Linked DNA regions of Nomascus leucogenys: region 1 is linked to region 2. Evidence: chromatin contacts called from public Hi-C data. All regions are on one chromosome and are shown on one strand. The core of a region is the stretch at or near the end of the contact, and the rest is flanking DNA. Distances in the headings are between cores, read along the strand shown. Region 1 overlaps BFSP2 (phakinin). Region 2 holds the start of CDV3 (protein CDV3 homolog).

The links. A called contact is a pair of places that touch in the nucleus more often than the background predicts.
Region 1: a contact with region 2 is called in a Hi-C map of a lymphoblastoid cell line, with 4 times the contacts expected there. The contact joins the enhancer-like site here to the promoter of CDV3 in region 2. A contact is called at or near these places in 2 of 4 Hi-C or Micro-C datasets (both in a lymphoblastoid cell line).

What each region holds. Positions count from the first base shown.
Region 1 is chr8:17,262,863-17,266,800 of Asia_NLE_v1, reverse strand. The region is part of intron 1 of BFSP2 (phakinin); the gene reads left to right. Among named protein-coding and RNA genes, the nearest start is that of BFSP2, 43 kb to the left of the region's middle. Within about 2 kb of position 1,765, the one cell type or tissue checked has an H3K27ac peak away from gene starts, as active enhancers do. A contact at or near this core is called in a lymphoblastoid cell line, where this site is marked.
Region 2 is chr8:17,139,456-17,143,472 of Asia_NLE_v1, reverse strand. CDV3 (protein CDV3 homolog) reads left to right here and starts at 1,980. Exons shown (of 5, transcript XM_030816815.1): 1 at 1,980-2,236; 2 at 2,991-3,067. The coding sequence starts at 1,997.

The sequences.
Region 1 (3,938 bases), core at 516-3,015, 120 kb before region 2:
CCAGGTCCCTCCCACAACACGTGGGGATTAAGGGACCTACAATTCAAGATGAGATTTGGGTGGGGATACAGCCAACCATATCAGCAGGAGATGCTGGCTGTCTAAATAGAGCCCCCTCAGAATCACTGTATCTGGATGTGCCTGGGGCTCAAAATTAGATTTTTTGGGGGCAGCTGGAGAAAATTAAGCCCTAAAGGGCTGTCTCACAACAAACTCATCTGACATAAACACCCAGGACTGTGTTATAAATGGTAGGGGTTAAACCCTATATATGGTAGGGGTTAAACCTCTTTAGTGACCAGCACTGGTGCCTACTATCCAAAGCAAGCCCTTGTATTTCTGAGGTTGCTGGAGGTTGAAGTCTAGGTGGGCCCAGAACCAGAACTTGGAGGGACAGAGAGGCTTCCAGGGAAAGAGGAGCCTAAAACACTTTGTCCTCAGCATGACAGACTTCTAGGGGCCAAGGTGATCCTGTTTGCCCAACAATGGCAAATAAACCCCGGCCAGCAGTTCTAGCTTCTCACTGCATGCTCATCTGGCCCCTCTACAATGATGTTCCTTCCCAGTCAGAGCAGAGTCTGATGAAGTCAGGGTTTATTTGCAGTACAGGCTCAGAAGTGTATTGTGGCTTCCAGAGTGAAATCCAACCTTAGCCCTCAAATGTCTCTCATTCTCCTTGGACACCCAGTGGCTGTGACTGTGCTTGTGGGTGAACTGTCTCAAGAGATGGCTGGACTTCTCCATTACTTGAAGACATTTCCCCTAAGTTCACTTTCAGATGCAATCTTTTTTTTTTTTTTTTTTTTGATGGAGTTTTGCTCTTGTTGCCCAGGCTAGAGTGCAATGGCGCCATCTCGGCTCACTGCAACCTCCGCCTCCCAGGTTCAAGCAATTCTCCTGCCTCAGCCTCCTGAGTAGCTGGAATTACAGGCACACCCATGCAGGGCTAATTTTTGTATTTTTAGTAGAGACAGGGTTTTGCCATGTTGGCCAGGCTGGTCTTGAACTCCTGACCTCAGGTGATCCGTCTGCCTCAGCCTCCCAAAGTGCTGGGATTACACTTTGTAATCCCCATGAGCCACCGGTGTGAGCCCCTGCACTCGGCCTCAGATGCAATCTTAACTCACTGTGCATGGGCTTCTTAGTTTTTGTCCCCAGGTAACGACTATCAGGTTAAACCAGAAAAGAGATGATTAGGACTTGAACCAAGCTGGATAATGGAGTGGGAATGGATTTGGGCACATCTACTTGGGGAATTGATGGTTTTTGACTTGTGAGATGAGGGAGAGAGAGATGTTTAAGGTGATTCTCAGGTTGGAGCTAGGTAAGAACCTGGCTGTTCCCTGAGGGTAGGCACTGGGTCTTCCCTGCTTGGGTTCTCCATAAAGAGGCAGCACTACTGCTGGGCTCATTAATTCAATTAATACCTGCTGTACCAGACACTGTGCTAGGGATGGAAAAACAAACAGGACAGAAAGGCAGTGCCTGACCTCCAGGAGGTTATATTCTAGCAGAAAATACAGATAAAATAATTTAAAAACCATAAAATTCATAATAAAAGCTGTGGTGTTTTAAAGAAAACTAACAAAGCAGAAAGGGGCAGAGTAAAGGGAAGCACTTCTCGCAGTAAGGTGACCAGAATGAGGGAGCTATTCATGCAAAGAGGAGGGGAGGAGTGGGTCAGGCAGGGGAGTCGGCGAGTGCTAGGGCCTCGAGCAGGAGAGGGACTGGTATGGTCCAGAAAGACCAAGACCCACATGGCTGGAGCCTTGGGAGCAATGGAAGAGTAACAAGCATGCAGGGCCTTGAAGGCCACTTCAGAAGATTGGGTTTTACTCTAAGTTTAAGAGACACTTCTATAGAGTTTTGTTTTGTTTTGTGTGTTGTTTTTGTTCTGAGACAGGCTTTCACTTTCACTCTGTCTCTCAGGCTGGAGTGCAGTGGTGCAATCATAGCTCACTGCAGCCTCGACCTCCTGGCCTCAAGAGATCCTCCCACATCAATCTCCCAAGTAGCTGGGACTGTGGGTGCACATCACGACGCCTGGATATTCTGTTTTTTTGTTTTGTTTTGCTTTTTGGAGAGATAGGGTTTTGCTATGTTGCCCAGGCTGGTCTCAAACTCCTAGGCTCAAGCAATCCACCCACCCTGTCCTCCCAAAGTGCTGGGATTATAGGCATGAACCACCACACCCAGCCCCTCTGAAGAGTTTTAATTTAGTTTAATCAGAGTGACATGATATGATTACAAGAGTTTAAAAAGCCCACTCTGGAAGCAGGATGTAGAATGCATTGGAGGAGGGAGGTAGAGATCAGGGAGTTGGAAGGATATTACAATGGGATATTATAATGGGATAGGAGAGCATGATGGTGACTTGCACTAGGGTGATGTCAAGAGAGGTAGAGAGAAGTAAATGGATTTGAGATACATTGTGGGGGTAGAATTGACTAGACTCAGTGATCAATGAGATGTGGGAGACGACAGAAAGTGAGAGATCAAGGTGACCCCTTGGTTTCCGGGTAGACATTGGGGTTGTTTACTGAGATGAAGAGGATCAAGGGGCAGTGGGGAAAGGGAAGATTTGAGGGGAAATTATCTAGATTTTCTTCTTTTTGTTGATGGATTTTCGCTCTTGTTGCCCAGGCTGGAGTGCAGTGGCACAATCTCAGCTCACTGCTACCTCTGCCTCCTGGGTTCAAGTGATGATCCTGCCTCAGCCTCCCAAGTAGCTGGAATTACAGGTGCATGCCACCACGCCCGGCTAATTTTTTGTATTTTTAGTAGAGGCGGGGGTTTCACCATGTTGGCCAGGCTGGTCTCAAACAACTGACCTCAGGTAATCCACCCACCTCAGCCTCCCAAAGTGCTGGGATTCCAGGCGTGAGCTACCGCGCCCGGCTGAAATTATCTAGATTTTCATTTGGGGACATGTTAAGTTTGAGATGTGTGAGAAGTAGCCAAGTGAAGACCTCAAAGAGAGGGTAAGTATGCAAGTCTGGAGCTGAGCAGAAAGTTCTGAGATAGACATTTAAATGTGAAAGTTATTAGCACATACAATGCCATTTAAATCTATGTGGATAGGTCAGACCATTTAGTGATTAAAAAAAAGAAGCACCAAGACCCAATCCTGAAAAACTTTAACATTTAGAGGTCAGATAAGGAAGAAACACCTGATGAAGCAGAGAATAATGAGAAAGAATGGTCAATGAAGTAGGAGGAAGTCCAGAGAGAGTGGTGTCATGGAAGCCGAGACAGGAAAGTACATCTGTGACAAATGCAACCGGCAGGTCAAGATGAGCACAGAGAAGCATCTGCCGGGCTTGGTAATGCGGTGGCCTTTGCCTTGTTATTAAGAGCAGTATCACTGGGGTGCTAGGGACTGAGAATTATTTCTCATTCCTTTATTGCTAGAAGCAAGTTATGCTGAACATCCATCCTAAACTTGAAAGTCAAATAAATGTGGGAAGAGTTTCCAAGGGAATCTTGCATCTTGCCACTGCACCAGCTGAGTTTAATTTCCCAGGAGCTCAGTCTTACCCACCTCCTCCCCACGCCTGCAGCTCTAGCTGCCAGGATGCCAATATCTTTACTCCAAACAAACCATTAATTTTACCCTTGGACCCAAATGATAACCTTTTTTAAAACGCTGCTTGTCTTTGCCTTTTCTTTAACACAATGATGGTCAAATCTCTCATCTGCCACCACCAGCTCATTTATTTTAATAACTACATCCACAATGAAAACAGGAGTAGTATTATAGAAAGGGATAAAGTCCTCACTATCATAGTACAAATGACTAGGACTTTTCAAATGACTATGGACAGGAAAAACAAAGGAAAAAAATATATATATATATATCAAGCCACTAGATGGAAGTCTTCATTCAACTGCCTGTGCACATTCAGAAAAGTAAAGCAGGATCAGTGCCAGACTGCACA
Region 2 (4,017 bases), core at 731-3,230:
GCTCAAGCTACTTGCTGGCTGAGGCTAGGTCCTTCATTTATTTGACATTCAGAAGTTAGTTAGTTTTTTTTTGGTTGTTTTTTTTTTTTTTTTGGAGACGGAGTTTCGCTGCTGTTGCCCAGGCTGGAGTGCAATGGCGCGATCTCGGCTCACTGCAACCTCCGCACCCCCGGGTTCAAGCAATTCTCCAGCCTCAGCCTGTAGCTGGGATTACAGGCGTTAGACACTATGCCCGGCTAATTTTTGTGTTTTTAGTAGAGACGGGATTTCACTATTTTGGTCAGGCTGGTCTCAAACTCCTGACGTTAGGTGATCCGCCTGCCTTGGCCTCCCGAAGTGCTGGGATTACAGGCGTGAGCCACCGCGCCCAGCCAGAAGTTAATTCCTTAATAGCATTGTAAGTAGGGAGTAGGAAAAGAAACTTTAATGGGGTAACTGTAAAGGAAAAGACGAAGAAGTCACTCCATTTACTGGCTGGGTTCTATCTACCCCATAGGGCTACCAACATTTGTCTGAGTCATTTCCTCAATGGTTGTGACAGCTCCCTCTTCTGCTTTTAGAAGGAGGAAGTAGAAAGTTTAAGAGCTTACTTTAGACCACCTTTTGCATATAGAATTCATTTCATTTTCAAGGCCCCAAGGGTATTTAAATGGGCTTTAAACCCATTTAAACCTGGCCTTCACCTGGGCATTTTGGTCTCCACCCCTATGATAAGACAGTCCCCTCCTTTTATCAGGGATAGAAGCTAAGGATAAACTGCATCATCATCTAGACTCAAGTTAGGGCGTTAAGCAATGTGCTGGGCAGCTAATAATGTTGACTCTCTTCCCTCCATCCCCCTATCTTGTAAGAAATAGTATACCCACTTTACAGATTAGGGACTTGACGATAGGATTTATTCAACTTGACTTTGGTAAACATAATTCAGAGGGTGGAGTTCAGACAAAATCCCTTTCTACCTACCAACCAGCCTATGAAAGAGCTTTTAGTAAATGGGACCTAAACTTCAGGCTCACTGCTCCTCTCACTTTCACAATCAACCTGTAAAGAAGAAAAGTAATGGTTGCCACACCAGAGAGGGTGGAAGTACAGAAGCGATCAGAGGAGAGGAACAATCTTTAACACAGTTGGCTTAACGCAGTACCTGTCCGTTTCGCGAAAGTTCAAACGACTACTATGGGGCCACGGTTTGTTCTGGGCCAGGAAACGCACGTGCATCCTGCACATGCGCCCAAAAGGAACCCACCGCCCCTCCTGCTGGACCTCTTTAGCCAAGTCATCAACCAGCCCTCAAAATGCCCGCCCTCAAGACTAAACCCTCGGCCAATCGGGAAACCGGAGTCATTAGACACGTCACTTATTTTGCATATGCCCTCCTCTCCCCGCCCCCATGCTTGGACTCCGCCCCGTCTAGGTCGGGAATTGTCACCTAAGAGCTTCGTCCTGGCACCTGATTGGCTCTCTTTCCAGCTCCGCCTCCATCTCCTCCCGCCACCGCCCCTTGGCGATTCCACAGCGGCAGGCCTAGCAAAGTACGCAGGCGCAGGCGCTGCCTCTCTCTTCTAGCAGCCCGCCCTCCCTCTTCCCTCTCCCTCCCCTCTCCACCCCCTTCCCCTCCTCTCCGGGCCTGCGCGCGCGCGTCTTCCTCCGGCACGCGCCGCTGCTAGCCGAGCACTCTCGCTAGAGCCTCTGACTCGCGTGCCTTTTCCCCTCAGGTTGTCGGGAGAGCGGGATCCTGCTCCGCCACCGCAGCAGCAGCCCCGGCAGCCTCGGGCGACAGCGGCGGCGCGCGAGCCCCCGGGCGGACCGTACCACCGCTTGCCAGCACGCAGGGGGAGCCGCCCGTCTCGCCGCGCACGCCTCGGCGACCCCGCGGGGCTGAGGCGTCGCCGCGCCCGGCAGCGTGAGCGCAGAGCCGGCCTCGACCCCGAGCTCGGAGGCCCGCGGGCCGCGCCCGCCGCCGGCCCCACCCATCCGGGTCGAGGAGGCCGAGGCCATGGCCGAGACGGAGGAGCGGAGCCTGGACAACTTCTTTGCTAAGAGGGACAAGAAGAAGAAGAAGGAGCGGAGCAACCGGGCGGCGAGTGCCGCGGGCACAGCGGGCAGCGCCGGCGGGAGCAGTGGAGCCGCGGGTGCGGCGGGCGGTGGGGCGGGCGCTGGGACCCGGCCGGGCGACGGCGGGACCGCGAGCGCGGGGGCTGCGGGCCCAGGGACCGCCACCAAGGCTGTGACGAAGGTGAGGGGCCAGGAGGCCGGCACTCAGGGCCCGGGCCGCGCGCCGGTGCCCCATGTGCCCGCCCCCGCCTGCCGGGGAAGCGTCCGGGAGGGGCCGCGGAGGCCGGGCGGACGGGCGCGGGCCGCCACGTGACGCAGGATCTCCACCTCGGGCCGGCGTTGCCAGGGCTGGGACCCCTTCCGACACCCGCGGTGGAGCCGCCCTTCCCACCCCGCGTCGCTTGGCGTTAGCCAAGGCCCAGGCGGCGCCACCCTCCGGGGGCACTAGGTCCGGGGCCGCACTGCCCAGCACAGAGCAGCGTTTATCGGGTGACGTCTAGGCTGAGTAATTCCGTGTGCTGACCTCAGCCCAGTAGTTTGAGCTGAATTTTCGCTTTCAGCAGCCGCATTTGTAGCAGCTCTTTTGTGTTGACTTAGTCTCTAAGCCCGTGAAAGAAAAAGAAAACTCTCGGTGGCAAGGTTGAAGTAGAAATGTAGTTGTGAAATTCCTATTGACTTCTTCCTTCGGCTTTTCTTAGTTGCTTAAAGTAACAGCTCTCATGCAGGAACCCAGCGGAAGTATAGTGTTAGCCTACGAGCATGTTTATCCTCCATTTAGCCTAGTTTGCCCCAGAACGAAGCAAGAGTTTTGACCAGAAGACAAGTACATACTTAGTTTAGGTTCCAGCCACTTGATCCACTTTTCGTAGTGTGTTATTTGATTAGTTATATGTCTACAAAAAACTTTAATTGATCAAATGGCGTTTGTTTTACAGGACGAAGATGAATGGAAAGAATTGGAGCAAAAAGAGGTTGATTACAGCGGCCTCAGGGTTCAGGCAATGCAAATAAGGTATAGTCTGGTTACAAATGTGTTTAGATAACCTTTAGGACAGATATTGGATACAAGTTAGGTTTTCCTTTAGCCCCAAAGCAGCATCATAGTAGCCTTGTGCTCTAGATATGCTTATTAGGACTCAAATGGGTTCTGTCTACTCTTTCTCACTCCATGGAGGCAGCCCTTCCGTGTGCTCATGAAATTAGCTGCTGACTCTAAAATCCTGTGAGAGCTTGCCTATTTCCAGTTCTGGTTAGGCCTTCTCATTTGAGACAGCTAAAGTGGATTTTGTCGCTTCAAAATGTTTACTTTTAACATCGGTGACTGTACTTAGTTTGGGTTTCAAAAGTAATGTGGATGTTTTTCACATCCTCTCCAATAAGCAAGTGAATATATTTTTGTAATTGAAGTATATCATACTTACAGAGAGAGAGGTTTTATGTGTTCACACAGTGCAACCAACCTGTGCAATAAGCGCGCAGGTCAAGAAACTGAGTATTACTAATACAGAACAAGGTTCCCCTCCTAACACCTACTCACTGCATTCACCTTCAACATAACCACTATCCTAACACCATAATTTTTTCTAAAACTTCATAGGAATGGAATTATGTGTGAACATGTTATTTTTTAAAGTTCAAGAAAACATAGTAATTTTTAAAAATTGGGTAGTTTAGAAGATTTGAAATTAACATTTTGTCAAGTCCAGTCTATGGCAGTCAACTTTAAGGTTGATGTTAAGTAAGTGCTATATTTCAGAGGGTTCATAAAGTAGGAAAAAACAAGTGAAGATATGGTTCTGCTTTAAGATTAAAAAATCCTTTGCTCCCGATTTAAAGAAATAAAGGATCTTGATAAACTGTCTCCAGTTTGAAGTTTGCATTTTATAGGCAATGCCAGTGAGTGCGAGGCACAGTGGAGGAAATAGTTTCCTTAACTGAAAACTGTCTTTTGACCTCTCTGGA